Regions from separate parts of the Hordeum vulgare genome. Here region 2 is linked to region 1. The links are chromatin contacts, called in public Hi-C maps. All regions are on one chromosome and are shown on one strand. The core of a region is the stretch at or near the end of the contact, and the rest is flanking DNA. Distances in the headings are between cores, read along the strand shown.

Evidence for each region. A called contact is a pair of places that touch in the nucleus more often than the background predicts.
Region 2: a contact with region 1 is called in a Hi-C map of leaf, with 5 times the contacts expected there. The contact joins the promoter of LOC123437162 here to the promoter of LOC123437114 in region 1. A contact is called at or near these places in 4 of 6 Hi-C or Micro-C datasets (leaf and seedling) and 1 of 1 datasets of contacts at active chromatin or transcription factors (embryo).

What each region holds. Positions count from the first base shown.
Region 1 is chr1H:360,361,913-360,365,383 of MorexV3_pseudomolecules_assembly, reverse strand. It overlaps LOC123437114 (cyclin-dependent kinase E-1), which reads left to right and starts at 1,797. Exons shown (of 15, transcript XM_045115685.1): 1 at 1,797-2,217; 2 at 2,330-2,440; 3 at 2,561-2,664; 4 at 2,805-2,847; 5 at 2,940-3,038. The coding sequence starts at 1,993.
Region 2 is chr1H:360,736,531-360,740,001 of MorexV3_pseudomolecules_assembly, reverse strand. It overlaps LOC123437162 (ATP-dependent Clp protease proteolytic subunit 4, chloroplastic), which reads right to left and starts at 1,724. Exons shown (of 2, transcript XM_045115689.1): 1 at 1,208-1,724. The coding sequence starts at 1,614. LOC123437178 (receptor-interacting serine/threonine-protein kinase 4) reads right to left here. Exons shown (of 2, transcript XM_045115690.1): 2 at 1,882-2,709. The coding sequence ends at 2,118.

The DNA of each region.
Region 1 (3,471 bases), core at 548-3,047:
GATCGTCTACTTCTTGTAAATTTATATTAAGGAATGTACATGTGTTGTGTAGTCACTTATGTAATTGGATGTTGAATTGGTTATGCAACAATATTGGTGTTCTGTAGACACATCATAGATGTTGTGTAAACAGAGCAAATCAGATCTCATACAATTGTTTACCAGCAACCGTCTGCCCACAACACACATATCTTGTCACGATAGATCATTTGGGTTATTATTGGTTTTCCCACACAATTATGATGAATGAACTGTTTGCGGGGTATCACCCACACCTTCTTATGCTAACTTGTTTGTTCTTCTCAATCAGCGCAGAGAGTTTATTCGAGCGAAGTGTATGGCGTACTTCGCATACATATGTCTTTTGTTAACCGTTTGTGTCATCTTGGCTAATCGCAAATAGTTTCTAATGACCAATTGTATGCCATGCATCACACATGCAAGTCTCATCTGAATAGTGCCTCGTGGACAAACCATTGCACACAGTTTGTTGTATTGGCGATGGAGCTAGTACTATACCATTTACGATTCATGCATGCACACAGTCTGATCGAAGAATCTCTGATTGATGTGTCATCCTAGGACCTTCATGTAGTAGTGATTATTTTCCGTTTTCCTAGTTCTTTCCAAGGAGGCATGATTTAAACAACCAGACAACATCGCATCTGACACTCGAGGAAGGTACAACCCAACTATGTGGGATTTCAAACGATAATATATCCCTATTTTGCTCTCGGGGTGTTAACTACCATGACTTAGTTCTCAATTTGACATGATGATTGAATTTATGACTAGTCAAACGTTTGTTTTACTCAAATCGACACGTACCCAAGAGAAGAGTACACGTTGTATAGGAAAAAAGTAATGCGAGTGGCGCGTGAGGAAAGAGAGTGGGCCAACTGAAATATCAATGAGAATAGAGATGCATGACCATCAATACCAATCTATACATGTTGATGTTGTATCCATGCAAACAACATATGCCTCCAAGGGTCCCTCAAAAAGGAAAAAGTGTGCATCTAAGAGACAAATACGTTGAGCGATACAACTACCCTCCTCCCAGCAAGGTTGTTACTTGGGATGCGAGTCCAAATATTTTTTTAAACATAGTATAATTGAAGTCGTTCATATGCACGAGCATACCCTCACCCATATGAACGCGCACACACATACCTTATCCCTATGAGCATCTTTGAAAGACCGAGCCGACACATCATGTTGAGAATGATAAAGTTGCCACATACGCCTTCGTAGTCGATGAGAACGTCTCCTCCCGTTAAACGCACATCACGGAAGGCGTGAAATAAATTCAGTAAAATGCAAGCACCGATGCCAAGCGTGGGACTTGAACTCTCATGGACACGAGATACCACTATCCTCCTAATCATTCAACCATAAGTTGGTTTGCGAGTCAAAAAATACATGCAATTCAAAAGGGATAAACGAAGGGCAAGTTACCGTGCTTCTATACACACTACATGTTTGCATACCTATGGAATAAGAATATTTTGAGAAAGTTATTATAAGTGTTCTTCTAATAAAACGAAAACTATTGTTGATGTGCAAGAAAAAGGCATGAAATCTTTGTTTTTTTAGAATGAAAACAAGGTATTTCCTTTAAAAAAAAAGAATGAGAAGGTATGAATTCATAAACCAAAGCTGTGGACTCATAAATCGAAGCTGACCTCAGATAAAAATAAAATCGAAACTGACCGTTACCATCCGATCAGCAGCCAAAGGTGAGGATACAGGCCACGCTGCATATTTTGCAAAAACACTCTCTTCCCCAGCCTGCCCGCCCCCATCCGATCCCCCAATCCCTCTCTCACTCCGATTCGGGCGGGGCCCAAACCCTAGGTCGCCGGCTCCTCCCGAGGCGAGCCTAGCTGATCCGTTTGTTCTGCGCAAGCTCTGCCGTGTTTCTCTGCTGTTTCCTCTCTAAAGGAAGAAGAGGAAGAACGAGAGGGATTTGGTCGGCTGCCGTCGGCGGCGATGGGCGACGGCCGCGGCGGAGGGTCAAACCGCCCCGCGTGGCTGCAGCAGTACGAGCTGGTGGGGAAGATCGGCGAGGGCACCTACGGCCTCGTCTTCCTCGCGCGCCTAAAGCCAACGCATCCCCAGGCCGCTGGCCGCCGCGGCTCCCCCATCGCCATAAAGAAGTTCAAGCAGTCCAAGGAGGGCGATGGCGTCTCGCCTACCGCCATCAGAGAGATCATGGTAACCCGTCGCCGCCGCCGCCGCCGCCGGTTGCTTCATTCCTTCGTGGCGTTCCACACCCTGGCTATATAGGACTGTAATCCCTCTCCCTGCGCTTGCCCTTTGATTGCAGCTCCTGCGCGAGATCAACCACGAAAATGTCGTCAAGCTCGTCAACGTCCACATCAACCACGCAGACATGTCCCTCTATCTCGCCTTTGATTACGCCGAGCATGACCTCTATGTATGCAACTCCCGTCTCCTGCTCATATGTGCCTTTTTCATTCCTGTCAACATCTTACTATGAAATTCAAATCCAACTCCGATGGAATAATTAGTTAACGAAGCGCTGCTCAACCCGCAGGAGGTTATCCGGCATCACAGAGAGAAGCTTAACCTCTCCATTAACCAATACACAGTCAAATCCTTGCTCTGGCAACTGCTCAATGGCCTCAACTATCTCCATAGGTATGTCTATATTTTCAATTAACAAGTCGAATAGCATGATTCTCCATAAGCTGTGATGTCTTTACTGCAAATATATGCAACGTTTATCTGGGTCAATCCTATAAAAATCTGATCTATCCTACCTGTCTCCCCTTCTGCAGTAACTGGATTATCCATCGAGACCTCAAGCCTTCTAATATACTGGTATGTTGCTTCATGCTTCACGCTGATACGCAAATCTGTCCAGTATTGTCTCTTTTGCTTGCTAAGCATGCTGCAATGGTGTGCCCCAGTAGGTCATGGGAGAGGGAGAAGAACATGGAATTATAAAGATTGCTGATTTTGGCCTGGCTAGGATATATCAAGCTCCACTGAAACCACTAAGTGACAATGGGGTGAGTAGCTCTATCTACATTCCTATTTCAAGTAATGTGAGGGAACCAAAGGATGGTACTTTGGTAATGGATTGCAGTCATTCACTCATTCTGCCAAGTTACCACTAGCATTCTCAGGTTCCCCCTATTCTTATAGACTCAAAGCTTATACTTTGCAATTGCATCAAATATATTATCACACAGTGCACCGATTTTGAATGTTTGAGTTCAAGTATCTGACTGCAATTTTGGCCATTGATTGGAGTCCATTGACAGCCTAGGAGTATCCACATTAAGTCTTATAATAGTACCCTCTTAAACCATCTAAATTTATCTCTAATTGTACATTAATTAGGGCACGTGGTAGTATTATTTTGTACAACATTGCTTCATAAACAGCTGAGGCGGTAATGGTATATTTCCGCAGTACTTTTGACACTGTAATGTATTATGC
Region 2 (3,471 bases), core at 475-2,974, 370 kb before region 1:
TGTGATATCTTGAATGAGAGAGATGAATGTTAAGCACATGTAAACAAGAAAAGCATCATTCGTAACGTGCAACAAATATCATTCACAATAAAACTACCCATAATACTGTTTAAGCTTTTTCTGGAGGGGGAAGTTCCATCCAGCTAATCTTAGGTAGAAGCTTACATACTGTTTGATCATCATAGAGAACAAGGTGTTCAATGCAGGTATTACCAAAAAGTTACATTCCGTTGATCTCATAACAAGCCAATAAGTAGTGAGCTAATGATACAAGCTTGCATATTGTTTGATCGTCACAGAACAAGGTGCTCGATGTTGATATTGCTAAGAGCTTAATTCGGCTGATATAACAAGCCAATAAGCAGCGAACTAGTGATACAAACTTACATATTGTTTGATCATCACAGAGAACAAGGTGCTAGATGTGAACTTGAATTAACTCCATTCAATTCTAAATTTTAGTTATGGCCTAGATTTCAGTGCTTTACTTACGTGTTACCATAGGTAGATTAGACTAGGATTTTTTGTCAACCTTTTTTTTCCATTTCAGCAATTATGAGTATAGAAACGACCTACTGAATTAGGCGATAATACAATCAAACTGGTATTATTTTAGGGATAACAAAAGTCCAGTTAAATGAAGATAAGAACAGAGATAATATTTGCAATCCAGAATTGTTGATGTGGTAAAGAACAAGATTTCCGCCTATGCTCGGACCAGAAAATTGTAAACAAAATGAATGAATAATAACCTTCCGCCGTGATGACAAATTATTAAGATACGTAAAAGGTCTAGCAAGGGGGCGACTCAAGGATAGTCAGTAAAGTATCATTCGGGGATTAGTGCAGATTTCAGCAAAATAGGGTTATAGCTCGTATAGTCTGAAGGTATGTCAGTGTCATACTGATCATAGCCAGCAAACTCTTATCCAACAAGATATTGTCTGACCTACTGCTGTGAATCGACTTGATGAGTCTACTACATATGCAGGTCATGATTTTGATTAGTGCAGCCTATATCGAATCAAACACCCGGGAGTGAGTACTATCACGAATCGAACTAGTATTTGGACAAAGTAGTTTGCCCACAAGATGACCATGCGAAATAATGTAAGACGACAAAGGGCATCACTAGCTGAGATGGTAAATTCAACTCTACACAAACCGAGAGAAGCCAATGGAGGGGAGTGATGCATTGGGAGGAGACCTGAGTGATCCACCGGGGGAGTTGACGAAGAGCCGGATGTCAGATTCGGAGTCCATGGCGTCGAGGAGGAGGAGCTGACTGACGACGGCGTCGGCGAGGAAGTCCTCGATCTCGTTGCCGAGGAAGATGATGCGCTCCCGGAGAAGAAGGCCCATGACGTCACCGCTGGCCACTCCTCCCGGCGCATCCAACTCCGCTCGGATGCCTTGGCCCTCCCACCGGGACAGAGGAGACATGGCCGCCGCGGACGATGCCGAAGCCGCGTAGCTGCGGCGGTTCAGCTTGAGGAGGGGATGCGGTCGCGCCGCCGGCCCACGTGCGCAAGCACATAGCTGCCGGTGCCTGAGGCGGTGAGCGGCAGCCGTGACGGAGAGGGAGGCAGCGGCACTCGCGCTGGTAGCCGCCATGCCTATCTGCCTAGCTTCGTGGGTTGTGGAGCAGCAGCCGGCGGCGGCGGAGTGCTCCCTTCTCTCCTCCCTCTTTGAGTGTGAGAGAGTAGATGGAAGGAGTGGATAACCAACTACTCTCTTCTTCCTCTTTCATCAATTGGTTGGGCCTATTTCGCGAACTGGGCTGGGCCTTGTTTTCCGTTCTTCCCATTCCTTCTGAGATTACAACACGGGCAGCAGATAACATTTCCCTTAAAAATTTAAAAAAGCAAAGCACATAATAACTTACAGTAGTAAAACCATCTTGTTTTTAAGGGGGTCATTAGTAAATTATCATCAACAAGACATCAACTACCTGATAAAAACACAGTACTACTACTAGTCAACTCGGATACAGATAGCATGCCCATGAACAGCCAAAATTCTTACAGTTGTGAACATTCAAAAATTGCCAAAAGAACAACGGATAACACGGCATACAAGTTGGCACCATCAAATGGCATTCTCGAGGCAATTCGATTCTATTCGTCTGCTTCATCTTCTTCTTCCATGTCGTTTTCAAGATGCGCAAGTGAAACTTTGGCCTTCTTCACCTCGGACGGCCTCGTCCCAGCACCAATCTCCTCACTCTTCCTCTTCTCGCCCTGCTCTGCGTCAGCATCATCTTTTCTAGCTTCACCTGAGACCTTGCCGTCATCAGCCTTCTCAGCTACAGAATCATCCTTCTTCTCAGATGGTAGCTCCACTCCCTTCTTCAGTGACTGCTCGCACTCTTTCAGGAAAGCACGCACGTCATCATTCTCCGCAACATGTAGAGCCGTTTGCCCTGCATTTGTCTTTGTTGTGATGTCCACGCCCCTCCTCACCAAATACTTCACAAGCTCCAGGTGGGAGTTCTGAGCAGCAAAGTGCAACGCTGTGAAACCTTTCCTGTTCTTTGCTTTCACAGAGGCCCCCGATGCCAGCAGCTCACGCACCACTTCCAAATGACCTTTCTGGGAAGCAAAATGGATTGCGGCGGTGTCATCCATTGCTGCAGCCCCCACATCAGCTTTGTGCTTGCAAAGGCATTTCACAACATCAACATGCCCAGCCCATGCCGCCAGATGGAGTCTACGTTAACAAAACCAACTATGTCAAGGAGATAAAATGAACAAAGAAAACTGACATGACATAAACAAGTTCATCACATCACATAATCTGGTGCTACTACTACTGCTGCAGTACTCGTACTGCATAGCAACGTTTTAATAGAGGGAAACAAATCTATCAACACAAATGAAACACTATACACAGATCAGATATAAAAATGAAACACTCAGTTAGAAGCTGGATTACAAGGAAAAGATAACTCTTGGGGCTTGTGTGATGGTATTCAAACAGTTGTCTTCAAATTACAACAAGGGCAAGAGATGAAACATAATGGTTGTCCCAAAGATCCTAAATTAGCAGGGATAAGTGAGACCACAGCTAGTAGTTCAAAGCTGCTATGCTATGTAATGCAAAAGGCCCAGAGATAGCAGCACATCTGAAAACCAAAACAACCTTGAAATATACTTCCTCTGTCGCAAAATAAGTGTCTAAACTTTGTACTAACTCTAGAGTTAAGACAATTATTTTGGGACGGAGGGAGTACCTAACTAGAGGAACAGAGGACGGAGAGAAGTGCCGCTGTGTTCTAGACTAATTTGAAAAGGCAGCAGCTATGGCAAGGCACTATAATAGTATAATGTGTCACTTAGGGATATAATATCGCAATAAACACCGCATCAGTGCATGGGCCAATAGCTACAGAAAGAATTAGGGTGCACTTGGTATAAACTTGAAGCACATAATCAGTCAGCCAGCATACACAAGTAGTAGTAATAATGAAGT